Regions from separate parts of the Mus musculus genome. Here all the other regions are linked to region 2. A link is a contact called in public HiCAR-type and promoter capture Hi-C data. All regions are on one chromosome and are shown on one strand. The core of a region is the stretch at or near the end of the contact, and the rest is flanking DNA. Distances in the headings are between cores, read along the strand shown. Region 1 holds the start of Myo1e (myosin IE). Region 2 holds the start of Aldh1a2 (aldehyde dehydrogenase family 1, subfamily A2). Region 3 holds the start of Bnip2 (BCL2/adenovirus E1B interacting protein 2).

The links. HiCAR-type assays count read pairs that join an accessible place to other places. Capture Hi-C pulls out chosen DNA fragments and counts their contacts.
Region 1: a HiCAR-type map of astrocytes shows a contact between it and region 2, with 3 times the contacts expected there. The contact joins the promoter of Myo1e here to the promoter of Aldh1a2 in region 2. A contact is called at or near these places in 7 of 39 promoter capture datasets (the 3T3-L1 cell line, the C10 cell line, the HPC-7 cell line and 4 more) and 3 of 115 datasets of contacts at active chromatin or transcription factors (astrocytes, large pre-B cells and stem cell-derived neural progenitor cells).
Region 3: a promoter capture Hi-C map of liver shows a contact between it and region 2, with 2.9 times the contacts expected there. The contact joins the promoter of Bnip2 here to the promoter of Aldh1a2 in region 2. A contact is called at or near these places in 2 of 115 datasets of contacts at active chromatin or transcription factors (embryonic stem cells and large pre-B cells) and 2 of 9 other capture datasets (adipose tissue and liver).

What each region holds. Positions count from the first base shown.
Region 1 is chr9:70,204,005-70,208,759 of GRCm38.p6, reverse strand. Myo1e (myosin IE) reads right to left here and starts at 1,410. Exons shown (of 28, transcript NM_181072.3): 1 at 1,057-1,410. The coding sequence starts at 1,059. The region is part of intron 1 of Gm26849 (a long non-coding RNA gene); the gene reads left to right.
Region 2 is chr9:71,213,130-71,217,554 of GRCm38.p6, reverse strand. It overlaps Aldh1a2 (aldehyde dehydrogenase family 1, subfamily A2), which reads right to left and starts at 1,766. Exons shown (of 14, transcript NM_009022.4): 1 at 1,592-1,766. The coding sequence starts at 1,708. Gm3458 (predicted gene 3458) reads left to right here and starts at 2,169. Exons shown (of 4, transcript NR_110518.1): 1 at 2,169-2,308; 2 at 3,516-3,566; 3 at 3,816-3,855.
Region 3 is chr9:69,987,504-69,991,772 of GRCm38.p6, reverse strand. Bnip2 (BCL2/adenovirus E1B interacting protein 2) reads right to left here and starts at 2,307. Exons shown (of 11, transcript NM_016787.4): 1 at 2,084-2,307.

The DNA.
Region 1 (4,755 bases), core at 161-2,660, 1.0 Mb after region 2:
TAAGCTTCACCCTCACCGCCAGTAAACAATGAGAAAGCCAGGAGGACAAGCTCCTCCACCACGAAGCAAGTGTGGAAACTTTGAAGCCTTCTAAAACCTTTTAAAAGTTTTTTTTTTAAGTTTTTAAAGTCCCCCCCCTTTCGGTCCGGGTGGCTGGCAATGTCTCTAAAATTCAATCTTTGTTTTTGTCCTTCAGTAGGAAAGCCACACCACGGCAAAGCCCAGGGGATGTGGCTAAGGTTATTTGGGATTGAGAGAGGAGGGTGGCTGGGCTGGGGACTTAGTCTCAAATGAGTTACAGAGAGGCTGTCCAACCCAGACACTCCCCCAAGTACCAAGTGGGAAAGAACAAAACCAGGAACGATCTCCGAGAGGGTGGCGGTCCTCTCGAGCTGGGGACCGGGTGGGGCCCTCCTCAGGAGGTGTTTACCCTACACAGGGACCCTACAGGCCTGGGCTCCCGGCCAGTTTGGCTGCCGCTGCGCGCTGTCGTCAGAGTCCCTGCAGCCCGGGCCACCGCCAGGTGCTCCGCAGTACCTGGCGCCCCTGCCTGCCTTTGTGCAGCGCTCGGCCCATCACCAGCGCAGGCGGGGCTGCCTAGGTCCTCCCCAATGCCAGGAGAACAACTGCGGGATCAGCCTGCCAGGGAGCTCACGCCAGTGCCTGCCCAGGGGAGAGGACCCGAGGGACACAGGCGTGCCCCTCACCTTCTCTAGAGGAGAAAAAAGTCTCCGGTCCCACGGCTGTGCCGGTGAAAACAGACGTGCCCACTCTCAAGCTTCAGACAGCTGGCAGCCACAACAACATTGGCACCAAAACTTTCGCGGCGCAGAAAGTCACTCCAGAGAGTTTTTCTTGTCCCTCCTCTCTCCCTCTTCCCGTTTAAGACCCGGTTTACAGCAAACAGCAGGAAATCAGCGCTCCAGAAGTGCACACTCCCGCGTCCACCTTCTCCACCCCCTGGCCTGGGCAGCTTGCCCAAGGTAGGTGCCCGCTCCGGGGCTTCCTGCCCCATCCCAGGGTCAGGCGTCCTGGGACGCGGCGCAGCCAACTCACCATGGTGACTCCCGCCGCGGTCGCGCCTCCGCCGGGTCCCGCTGCCTAGGCACTGAGGCTGGAACGCGGTCTCCTGGGCGAACTTCAAAAGTTGGTTCCCTTCGCCAAAAAACAAGCTCCCGACACCCAAGCACTCACAGGAGCCAATGGAAATCCAAGAGGGACTCCATCCAGGCGGGATCCGAAACGCTAGGTGAAGGCAAAACTTAGCAGACCCGGTGCACACTCAGACCTGGCGATCCCCAACTGTCTAGAGATGCACCCTGATGCGCTCTGCGGGATTGCTTGTCCAACTGCTTTGCCTGGACCCGCTTTCTCTTAACACTTAATCCGAACTCTTCTCTGGCTCAGGCTGGGCTCGGGCCGGGCAATCTGTCCATAAATGGAGAATTCAGCACAGGCCTGACCAATCAGAATTTGTTTTCGCAGCGTCACTCCTCAGGGAAGCCGAGGTAGCCAACAAGCGTGAACTACAAGAGTTTACAAAGGCCTCTGGATCCTGTAGTCCTGCGGCCTCGCTACCCCGCAGAGCGCGCCGCTGTCCTAGCCGTCCCCAGGGAGCCACCCCCAAACCGAAGGGATGAAAACACTTGGGGAGGTTAGGAAACCGCGCTCCTGTCGCTTCTCTTTACGGAGAAACTTAGCATCGACTTAGCTCCCACTCACAAGTCGCATGATTTTCCTAGATTCTTTTTTTTAAAGAAATATTTTTAACTGCTTAAAAGATCACAAAGTCGCAGCTCAAAGGAAATCCTTTTTCTTTTCTTCTCTCTCTCTTTCTCTCTTTCTCTCTTTTTTTTTTCTTTCTGGATTGTGAGGGAAGTCGAAAATACTTCCTCCACCCGTCTTTTGTACCTGAATTAATTTCCTTGGGAAGGGAGAGGAAGGGAGGGAGGGAGGGGGGGGAGAGAGAGAGAGAGAGAGAGAGAGGGAGAGAGAGAGAGAGAGAGAGAGAGAGAGAGAGAGAGAGAGAGAGAGAGAGGAGGAAGGAGAAGGAGAAGGAGAAGGAGAAGGAGAAGGAGAAGGAGAAGGAGAAGGAGAAGGAGAAGGAGAAGGAGAAGGAGAAGGAGAAGGAGAAGGAGAAGGAGAAGGAGAAGGAGAAGGAGAAGAAGAAGAAGAAGAAGAAGAAGAAGAAGAAGAAGAAGAAGAAGAAGAAGAAGAAGAAGAAGAAGAAGAAGAAGAAGAAGAAGAAGAAAAGAGAGAGACAGAGACCTTGGTCCTCGCGGTGTCCGGTTTCAGGAAGCCAGGTAGCCTAGGAGAGAGGGGAACGGGGATTCCTAAAACAGTATTAGGGAGTCTGACTCCTGGTGAAAGGGAAGACTGAGGAAGTAAACTCGCAGGGCCTCTGCGGGGCTGCGCTCCCAGGATCTGAGGAAGAAGAGTTCAGGAAGAAAAGAGCACAGAAAATCTTGAGATTCGGTCGTCCCCATTCACGTGAACCTAGGATCCTAGAGTTGCAACGGATAGTAAAAAATCAAATCATCTTGGCTAGGACGAGTTTTGCTCTTTGTTTTAATGTGGTGCATACCTTCAGAGGACTATGGCCAAACCAGGAAAAGGAGCGAATGCTGATACACCCTGCAACAGAGAAGGACCCAGGAAACCTAATTATGTGAAAGAGGTTGAGGTCAAAGTTCAGGAGGAACAATTCCGTGTGTTACAGTGGTGGGTAGGAAATGCTGCAGAGAGTAGTAGATCTTGGTTGGCTGCTCGGGACAGGTGTGGTGTGTAGAGGGACAGCTGATGGAACAAAGGGGCTTTGTCTTGTGGGGAGTGGTCCAAGGATGTCCCCTAGGTACTGATGTTGGTAGTAAAGCTGACTATACCCAAAACCGCTGAATTGTGCGTTTTAGAGTAAGAATCTTCTGAATTACATCAATTTTTTAAAGGAGGGAGAGGCACACACACGCCTCTGAGCATGTGCGCAGATGCAGTTCAGAGGACGACTTGTGGGAACTGGTTCTCCCTCCACCATGTTGGTTCCCGGGTTGAACTCGGGTGGTTAGGTTTGGCAAGTGCCATTATCCACTGAGCCATCTCATACCAATTTGAAAGGAAGTCATGTTTGAATTTTTGTGACTATTCCCCCTGTCCGGGCAGCAAAGAACTGAATTCCTTCCACAGGAGATAGGCCAGACACAAGACGCACAACCGTGACACACCTTGCTGGCTTTATGATCTGGTAGGAAGACAACAAGAAATGGTTGGGGGTGGCTCACCTGGAGCTAGTGAGCCTATTTGCTTTGCCAGTGTGAGGACTAGAGTTAGATCCCTAAAACCAATGTGAAAAATATTAAGGTGTCGTGGGATGTTGGGGAGGCAGAGACAGGCAGGAAAGCTTAGGATTCCCTGTCCAAGCAGCCTAGCCTACTCCATGATTTCCACGTCAATAAGAAACTCTAATCTCAAAAACCAAAACAAAAAAGGCAGAGGCCTGAAGGGGTGGTTCAGTGGTTAAGACCACTGGCGGTTCTTGCAGGGGCTTGGGGTTCGATTTCTTATACCTACGTGCTGTTCACCATCCTTTGTCCATTTGTAATTCTGGAAGCTGAGGCAGGAGGATTGATTGCTTCAGCCCAGAAGGTCTAGCCAGCCTGGGTAAGAGTGAGACCCCATTAAGACAAAAACAAACAAAATATAACCGGAAGTAAAAAAAAGAAAAATGACAGCCAAGCCTTTGACACAGCAGGCGTGACCTCCATGTGCCCAGATGTGGCTCCTTATGTCACTGAGGCACTCCACCTTCAAAGTTGTATTAGGTATTTTAAGAACTCGGGAACAGAGATTCCCAAAGAAGAAAGCTGAGCTTACAGACAACACAAGGAACAGTAGGTTTTAGGTCCAAAATAATGACACATGCCTAAGTCGTCATCCCATCCATGGGCTCTGTTTCTCTGTATCTCTCTCTCTCTCTGTCTGTCTGTCTCTCCTTCTCTCTCAACAAGACCTCTCTATATAACCCAGGCTATTCTTAAACCTCCAAACTTTTCTATATTGATACTGGGGCATAACTTACCAGTTAAATGGGATATATTGAAAACTAATAATATATTAGTTTATATATTAAAACTAATTGTCAATTTGATGATTATTTGAGGGGTCTGGTTTGGTTTTATTTTTTGAGACAGGGTTTCTCTGCTCAGCTCTGGCTGCTCTGGAACTTGCTCGAAGACCAGACTGGCCTCGAACTCGTAGATCTGAATTAAAAAAAAAAAAAAAAAAGAAAGAAAGAAAAAAGAAGAAAAAAGTTTAGGGCTTAAAGAATGTAGCTAGTTCAGTTGGTACAGAACCTACCTAGCATGCACTGAGCCCTGGATTTGATTCCGAGCTCATCATAAAATGTGTGAAGTGGTCCACATCTGTTATCTCAGCGTTTGGGTTGTGGAGGGAGAAGGGTTAGGAGTTTAAGTAATCCTCAACTACATAGTGAATTTGTAGCCAGCCTGGGCTGTGCGCAAAAACAAACAAACAAACAAACAAACAAACGAGCAAAGTGCTTTATTTACACTACTGCTCTCTTTTCTAGTCAAGAGGTGCTCTTAATCTAAGCAGTCAGGGCTTGGATGAGAATGCCCCACCCCCACCCCCACCTCCACCCCCACCCTAGCTCATTTTCTAGAGTTTGAGCAGTCAGATAACTAGACTTTTTGGTATATGAAACAAATTGTAAGATCTTAATTTTTCTGCCGTTTAAATTCC
Region 2 (4,425 bases), core at 517-3,016:
TCTGATCAAAAGTAAGTGTAAAACAAACCCCCGGAATCACGTGTGGATCTTGCCTTTTAAGATCTCTAAAGCGCATCTGAAGAGGTTAGGGACCCTCATAAAACAAAACTTTTATGTGCAGGCTTCCCTGGCTTGTTCCTAAACCCGGAGATGTGCCACACACTGGCACTATTGTTATGCAAACAATGCCTAGAGGGCTATAACCATTAACGACCTCTCATTAAAATGGCTTTCAAAAATTTGTCACACCATCTAAAAGCTAACAGGTACATTAAATCCACATTCAAAAATACGAATCCTACAAATCCTTATTCTGAAACTCAATGCAACAAAAATTCAGAAACGATGTTTTTGCATTTCTCTTTCAACCGTAACAGTTGTCACATGCGAACAACTTAACTTCTCTGCTTTTCGCGTATAGTGTAATGCCCGCGATGGAACACTTATCAGCTGTATCGTGTGCGCGCGCTGCAGTTAACTGGCGAGAGTTTGCGGTAGGAATGAAAATCAAATTAAAAAAAAAAATTCTAAAATGAACTCTCAAGAAGTGTGGCTTTAAAGGCTACAGTCGCCTTTTTGCTATAACATTCAATCCCTTTGTGTATGTATTTCACAAATTTCCCCCGTGGATTTTTTTTCCCTGAGAACGGTGGAGTGGTAGGGGATCAAGTCACATGGGGCAGCAGGCGTGTATTGCTTTTTAATGCAGTTTAACAACAATAATTCGTGCTTGACAAACTAAGATGTCAGAATTCGTTAGGAAAAAAATCATTAGGCTTATCAGTGCAAAAGTGAGCTCGCTAATTTATGTGACTTGAGTTATTTTCCCTTTTTCTAAAATGTCCATTGCCTACAAAATCCCGAGGAAATCCTGGCATAGACCTACTGCGTCTCGGCCAGGTCCCCGCGAAGTCTGTGGGACTCCGGTCCTGACAACCCTTCAGCGACTCCGCTCTGAGGGAAGATAAGCCCGCGCGGCCGCGCACCTCCGGACCCGAGGGACCGCGGGGCGACACCGGACCGCAATGCCACCCTGGCGGTGAACCCCACTCTGCTCTGAGACCGAGGGACAGGGAGAACTGCACCCCGGTGGGCTCTGAGGAAACCCAGGGGAACACCCTCCTCAAGCCAGAGCCCGGACTGCTCTGAGGAGACCTGGGGGACCCCAGAGCCAAACTCCATTTGCTCTGATAAAACTTGGGGGCTCGCACAACCGGACTCCGGTCTGCCCTGAGCTCTAAGGGACCCCAGAACTAAGCCTCGTTCTGCCCTAGGGACATCTAGGACCGGACCCTAGCCGGCTCTAAAGAGTCATAGGGGACTCCAGAACCAGACCCAGGTCTGCTCTGGGAAATCCCACCTCCCCAGGCAGTCCCGAGGTCGTCACCACCGTCCGCCGCCGCTGGCGATCCCCGCGCTGCCTTCTGTTTGGGACCGGTTCTCCCAAGACGCTCCCTAAACCGGGGCGGGACTTGAGAAGCCCGCATCGCGGTCCCCGCGGAGGCGCGGAGATGACAGGCGACCTCCGGGCCCCCGGCCTCTGAAGGGATCCAGAGGATGCTTCCAGAAAGCGTCCGCCGGACGGCTTTACCTTGGTGTACTTGATCTCGAGGTTGGGCGTGGGCGACGGCAGGAGCTGCAGCGAGGCCATGAGCGCGGCGGGGTCGGCCTTCACCTCGCCCGGCATGGCGATCTCGCTGGAAGTCATGGGCGGCCACGGGTGGGTGTGCGCGGGGCGCTGCGCGGCCGGGGCGCGCTCGCTGTATATAGGCAGGTGTCAAGCGGGGGGCGCTTCTTATTGGACGTGCGGCCCACAGGCGCGGGGGGCCGGCCCAGGAGGACATTTGCATACGGCCGCGCGCGGCGCCCGCACGGTCAAGTCCGCGGCCCACGCTCCCGCGGGCGCGCCCGGGGGGGCCTCGACGGCCGGAGCGCAGCCTCGGCGGGACCGCGCTGGCCGATGGCAGCCCCGCGAGCCTTAGCGCTGGTCGGCCGGGAGGAGAGGCGCCCGAGCCGCGGCCCCGCCGAGCCCCGCGCCCTTCCTAACACTCGCTCTTCTCCTCCCCCGGGGTCCCGAGCAGCCCGAAAGAGCTTTCGCTCAGCCTTCCGCGTGGCGCGAGGGGCGCGTGGCCGCTGGGTGGGGTGATAGATGCTCCCCACACTCCCAAGGAGAACCTTCTGGAACCGCCGACGCCGCGCTGGCCCCCACCAGGCTTCTCAGCCCAACTGCTGCCCTCTGCCGGCCCCGCGGCCTAGTTGTGCCTGAGGCCGTGGGCTTCATCTGCCTTGGGTTGCCTGGATATTCCAGGTCTTGATGGTCTCCTTCCAGCCCTTTCCTTTCCTCTTCCCATCCACACCGGGAAACACTTGGGATTTTCTGTTGCTCTTCCTGTCAGAATCTCCGGGTTGAGCTTCCATCTCCATCCCTTCTCGTCTTACAAGCAGCCTTATAGTTGAGTAAAGATGGGCGCTGATCAGGAATCAGTAGCCTAGACAGTTCACTCCAGATAGCGTGGGAGAATCATTGGACCAATATCACGAGCCCATATAGATAGCTCTTTATAGGGCTTTCTGCCTCTATCCCCATGAAAATCCCACAGCCTTATCCAACCTGACTCTTCCTGTTTTTCTATGGAAGACTCTCAACTCCCAAGCAACTGCTTCGCTCTTGCTCAATCATTTCTTTGCATGTTGTTCACTACAAAACACTTACTTTAGATGTGTTCATTAACTAAAATTCCGTAAATGATTGGTGCTTAGATTCTGTGCAGACAGAATGCTGTTGTCTTAATTGAATTTGTGAGACAAGTTCCAGGCTCCGAGAACTCTTTATAGGGTATCTGCCTAAAGTGACCGAGCAAGCACTACGTCGTCGTCCTAGAGCAACAATACAGCCTAATTTAGGCAGTTGAAAAATTCCTATTCACAGGGAACGTTTATGGCCAAAGAGTGTGTCTTAATAACCGAATATACTCCTAAGAATCGCCTTTATTTAAGCTGTAGAAGACTGAGAAAGAATAAGAAGAATGGTGGGGAGGTAGCTCTGTAGGTAGAGTGCTTGCCTAGAACGCTGGGTTTAGTTGCCAGCACCACCTTGAACTGGGGTAGAGATGCATGCCTGTAATTCCCAGCATCCCACTGGATGGAGGCAAGAGGATTAGAAGTTCAAGTTCATCCTCTCTTACAGGAGAGAAGGAGCGAGGGAGGAAGAGAGGGGGGAAGGGGAAGGGGGTACAGAGGAGGAACGGAGGGAGGGACAGAGGAAGGGAGGGAAGAGGGAGGGAGGGAAGGAAGGAAGGAGGGAGGGAGGGAAGGAGGGAAGGAGAGAGAGGGAAGGAGTCTGTTGGGGAGGAGGATGATCTCAGGGTTTGGTGAAGGAAGAGCAAACACCCCAGCAAAAAAAATAGTTTTTGGTGCTGTTCTTTGTTTTGGTTTATTGTCGAAGTTGTTGTTTGAGGTGTTTTGTTGTTGTTCATTTGTTTTGTTCAAAGGTGTTTTCCCCATCTTCCAAGCAGGGCACCATGCTGGAGGTCACTTTAAGACAAGATGAAGAGCCTTGCTCCTGGGTAAGCTCACCACCTTTCCTGTAGATCTATAGATAACTGTCTGTAAGAGGGACAGCTCTCAAAAGTGGAGCAAAGACAAGACCTTGGTGCTCCACCTAAGTGGGAGGCCGGGTATCTAGGGAAGCTGACCTTTTGCCCTGCTTGTGGCTAGGGAAGTGAAACTTCACTGGTAGAGGTGGGAGCACTGCTGCCTCCGCAGAGGCTGCTGCAGCAGCAGCAGCTGAACAGAACTGTTTGGGAATGTTTCAGGGAGCATCGGCTGCAGCTGGAAGAGCAGCAAACGAGGCTGGTAAGTCAGTTAACTCCAGGTTGTGGGAACCTTAATGCTTCTGGGGAACTTAATGATGGAAGTACCGAAAAGCCATTAGAAGTCTTTGAGGAAGAAAGAAAAGGGGGAATCTTGTGGGCCGGATGGCTGAAAATGGTCTGGAAGGAGTGTCTGAAAGCATAAGCCAGAATTTGCACTTTTGACCCAACTCTTCCATTTCTTATTTGCTACCTGCAATTGGAAAGGCCAGTCAGTATGTGGATCACAGGATTTATCAACGCTTGATGCAGATAAACTGAGTTCTATCTTGGAAGGTAAGGGAGTGTGTCTTGACTTAGCATCTCTGGTCATCTCCTAGGTCGTGCTCAATGACAGCTGGTTTGAATTGTTCCCTCATGGCCCCTTTCCCTTAACACTTTGTAATTAGACAGTGAAGTGATCAACACAGGACCAGAGTCTTCTATTTCCCATCTGCCTTCCTCGGGTCCAAAAACAACATGAGGCACTAAATTAAAGCATTCCTATTGGCTGATATGAGCGAAAGTACTGTAGCTGTCTACTCCCACCAGTAGACGAAACTTCCTTACCTTC
Region 3 (4,269 bases), core at 1,058-3,557, 1.2 Mb after region 2:
GCTAAACACCTAGAATACATTTATTAAACTATCAGTATGCAGAAGGTATTAGAGATGTGTTGGCACCTTTAAGTAGACCAAACTCTAACACCTGATCTCAAACAGTCTGCTTGTTAGAAGCTGGTTATAATGCCAAGTCAGGACTATCTGTGATATTGCTTGCTTGCTTGCTTGCTTCGTAGGATGTAATCTTAGCATAAGACCTTGAATACTGCCAGCCGAAGCCACTCTTGGTCTAGAAACATAGCCTTTTGTTCTCAGATGTCCCCTTCTCTCATCGCTACAGAGAGAACAATCAGGACCACTGCCCCAAAGAGTATTTCACCTTTACTTCTCTACCCATTAAAAACTAATGAGTAGTTAGAGCGTCAGTGCCCAACAGGTGTGAGTGTCGTGGTTTGTATATTCTTGGACCAGGGAGTGGCACCATTTGGAGGTGTGGCCTTGTTGGAATAGGTGTGTCACTGTGGGTGTGGTCTTAAGACCCTCACCCTAGTTGCCTGGGAAGTCTTCTACTAGCAGCCTTTGGAATGAAGATGTAGAACTCTCAGTTCTGCCTGTGCCATGTCTGCCTGGATACTGTCATGCTCCCACCTTGATGATAATGTACTGAACCTCTGGACCTGTAAGCCAGCCCCAATTAAAATGTTGTTTTTTTATAAGACTTGCCTTGGTCATGGTGTCTGTTCACAGCAGTAAACCCCAAACTAAGACAGTGAGGTCGAATGCAATGTCATTAGCCATTTAGCTTAGACAAGAGGCAAAAGACAGACCCTATGTCCTGATCCCCAGATCTATAACAAACCTGTCTGTAAAACCAAATGTGGTTATACTTAAGGGTGAAAGGTCCTGCGATGCCTAAAGATGTAAGTATGTTGGTTTATGGTAATTCAGTCCCTACGCTATGCACATGTCACATTTCCTAGTCCAGCAAGTTAGAAAAGACCTAAGAATGGCATTGAGAGATAGAGATTGATTAAGAACCAAGCCAAAAAAATAATGTGCGAGGCAACCAAACATTGGTAACTTCATGTATGGGTAACTAAACTAGATAACTTCAACTCTAACTTTGAAGGAACACCCACTCATGAATTACAGAGTTTCTACAAGTGAAGGCTAGAGGAGTGGGTCAGTAGTTAAGCATGCTTGCTGCTCTTCACAGGAGCCTATTTCGGTTCCCACCACAACAGCCTATAATGCTAGCAGCTCCAGGGGTTCCGATGCCCTCTGCAGTCGCCTATACCACATGACAAGACACATTAAAAAAAAAAAACCTTTGAGAAAAAAAACCCTCTACAATTAAAGGATTCTAATAAATCATAAGAAAACGTGCATTTCATTGAAGATGGGAATTCAAGTATAAGGGAAAACATCCTAATTAAAAGTGACGCAAAAGAAAGCAATACTAAGATGCAATTGCAGATGAAAGGCACTTTTATAGAAATACTTTGATAAACACTGCAAAAGTTGTGTCCTCATAGAGTTCCTAGGACAAAGGAAGTTTCGAAGTAACGTAATATAGATCCAAATAAGTTTCTGCTTGAACGTGAACAGACTTAGGAAGAATTCTCCAGTGGCATCGCATGCATACAGCAATCCAAAGCATCCTAGCCGGTATTTAAATGAAGAGGTTAAGTGTCTGAGAACAGCCAAGGATCAGGCATTGACGTACACACCCTACAATAGGATATCACACTCAGGAAGGTTCAAGAGAGCCCTGATGACTTATAGGATGCTGTCTGTGTATGCTGTCTGCGTCCATCCCCCCGAGGCTATGGGGTGCACTACACGCCCAAGTTTCTTTGTTCTGCTCTGGACTGACGCCGGTTAGGAACACGGAACAAACGAGGCTAGGGGAAGCCAGGAACCGGGAGGTTCCGCTCCAGGCTTTCGGGCCACAGACGGAAAAAGGAAGGGGGCGAGAGCCTGGCACCAGCGTCCGAGGCAGGGCGGGGCCCGGCAGCGCTCGGACCCGGAACGCGAACGCGCCAGTCCACGGCCGCCACCCCCGCCTGGCCTGGCCGATCCTCCCGCAGCCCTCCGGCTGTGCCGTAGCCCGGCCCGCTACCCAAGCCGTGCTCACCCCGGAGGAAGCCGCGGCCCCCTCGTCCTCTTTGCCCCTCCAGGCCGGCGACGTGGGGCTGACGGCCAGGTCGCAGAAAGCGGCGCCGGGCAGAGCCCGCTGCCCTTGGTCGGCTGTGGAGACGGGGCCCAGCTTTTCCCGGACGATCTTAGTTGCAGTCCGGGCGGCTGCAGCTGACCCGGATTCAGTGCGTACGCCCCGGCGGAAGTGACCACCTCCGGACCGGCGCCGGGCGCGGCCGAGGGAGGAAGCGGGGGCGGGGCGTTTTCCTAAAATCCTCGGCGGGCTTCCTCTCTGCGCATGCGCAGCCGTGAGCCCTTCTGTCCCGGGCCAGCTAAGGCTTTGGCTTGCTGCTGGCGAGGGAGGAGGAGGGCGCAGCTTTCTAAGGCTCACGCACTTAACGTTACTGTAGGGACCTAACCTCGCTGTCTTGAAAGAGCTATTCGTTTCTCTCTGTTTTCCTTTACTTGACATTATATTAACTATATTACAGAGTGAATGAAAAGGGGGTGAAAAATAGTCGATGTCTTATGTACGATAGCCAGGTCCTAGAAGAATCTACTTTGATAGAATTTTCCGACGTGAATAGTTTTTCTCTCCAGTAATGCTTCTGAGAGAGTAATAAGTACCCCACCCCTCTCCTCCCCAGACTCCTCTCCTGTGTTCCGAGTTGGCCTTGAATTCCTTCCAGTGTATCTGAAATAACCTTGAAAACTAATTTTCCTGCCCCAGTCTCCAGAGAGCTGAGATTATCTACATGATTGTTACCACATTGTGGTAGAGATAGAGACAACTTAGGGCTTCCTGACTGCTGCTAGGTAGGCACTCTATTATCTGAACTTTCCGTTCCCACCATGTGGTTGCTGGGATTTGAACTCCGGACCTTCCGAAGGTCCCGAGATCATAGGAAATTTCATTACGATTCACGACTGTAGCAATATTACTGTTCTGAAGTTGCAACGGAGTAATTTTGTGGTTGGGGGTCTCCACAACATGAGGAACTGTACTAAAGGGTCCCAGCTTTAGGAAAGTTTAGAACTATTGCTTTAAAACATGCTTTTCCCAGTTATTTGTGGGTCCTATCTTGATGACGTAGAAAAAATGAAAATAAAAGTGAAGTCAGTAAATGTAAAATATTTTATTATCACAGTCAACAGTCCTAAAATTGGCTGTCGTAAAAAAAAAAAATCCTCAAAAAGGGGGAGGAGGGGATAAGAGGTTTGTGGAGAGGAAACTGGGAAGGGGATAACATTTGAAATGTCAATAAATAAAATAACCAATAAAAAATTCTCAAAAGATCTCAACTTCTGTACTTTTCTGTGTGGGCCATTAACAATTTTTTTGAATGGCTTCCGTCTATGAGCTGTCCTTTTAAGCAGCTTCAAGGGGCTGTTATTTTGGAGGGCAAGGTCATCCCTCTTAGAAGTTGAACGTGCTCAACCTGTCCAGAGAGCTAGTAGGTAACTATTTGGGCAAGCCTATTACTCCTAAAAGGAATGGTGAAGTCAAAACTATTTTAAATGGATCCAAAACACAGTTCTTTAGAGATACAGTTTAGATTTGTTCTCTGTTGGCAGAGAGTTAAGAGCTCTGTGACTTACCTATAAAATGGAGAAAAAAATAATGCCCGCCTCATGGGGCTTTTGAGACAGAACAGTACATGTATCTGAGATGGGCGCTTGGAATGTTGCTATCATCTGTGTTAGTATTATTTCCCCTAGCAATTTTCTTAATTGCTGGAGGGGGAAACATGACAAACAGATCCACAAAGTTTTAGTTAAACCACTTGGCCACAGGAAGCATTTTCTCTCCAGTTACAGATTTTTCCGGAGTTCCAATTTGTATTTTAGTTCTGCAGTGTGCAGAGTTCCCCACACGGTGGCAGAAAATCGTTTGCAATCATGCCAGAGAGTGAGGTTTTTGTGGTCTTGAGTTTCCTCATTTTAGTAACAGAACATGACTTGATTCAATGTTTGGTTCTGAGTAAGATACTCTGCAACATTTTCCTTTCATGAACTATTTATCTTTACTGTTAAAACATTAGAAACTGTGGATAAACCAAAAAGACTATCATTATGAATGATCACTTTCAGATTTGAATTTATTTTTATTCATTGCATGTCTTTTTAAAAATTAGTGGATGTAGTTTAATCAAATGATTAAGTTTATAAATTTTTTTGTTTAAA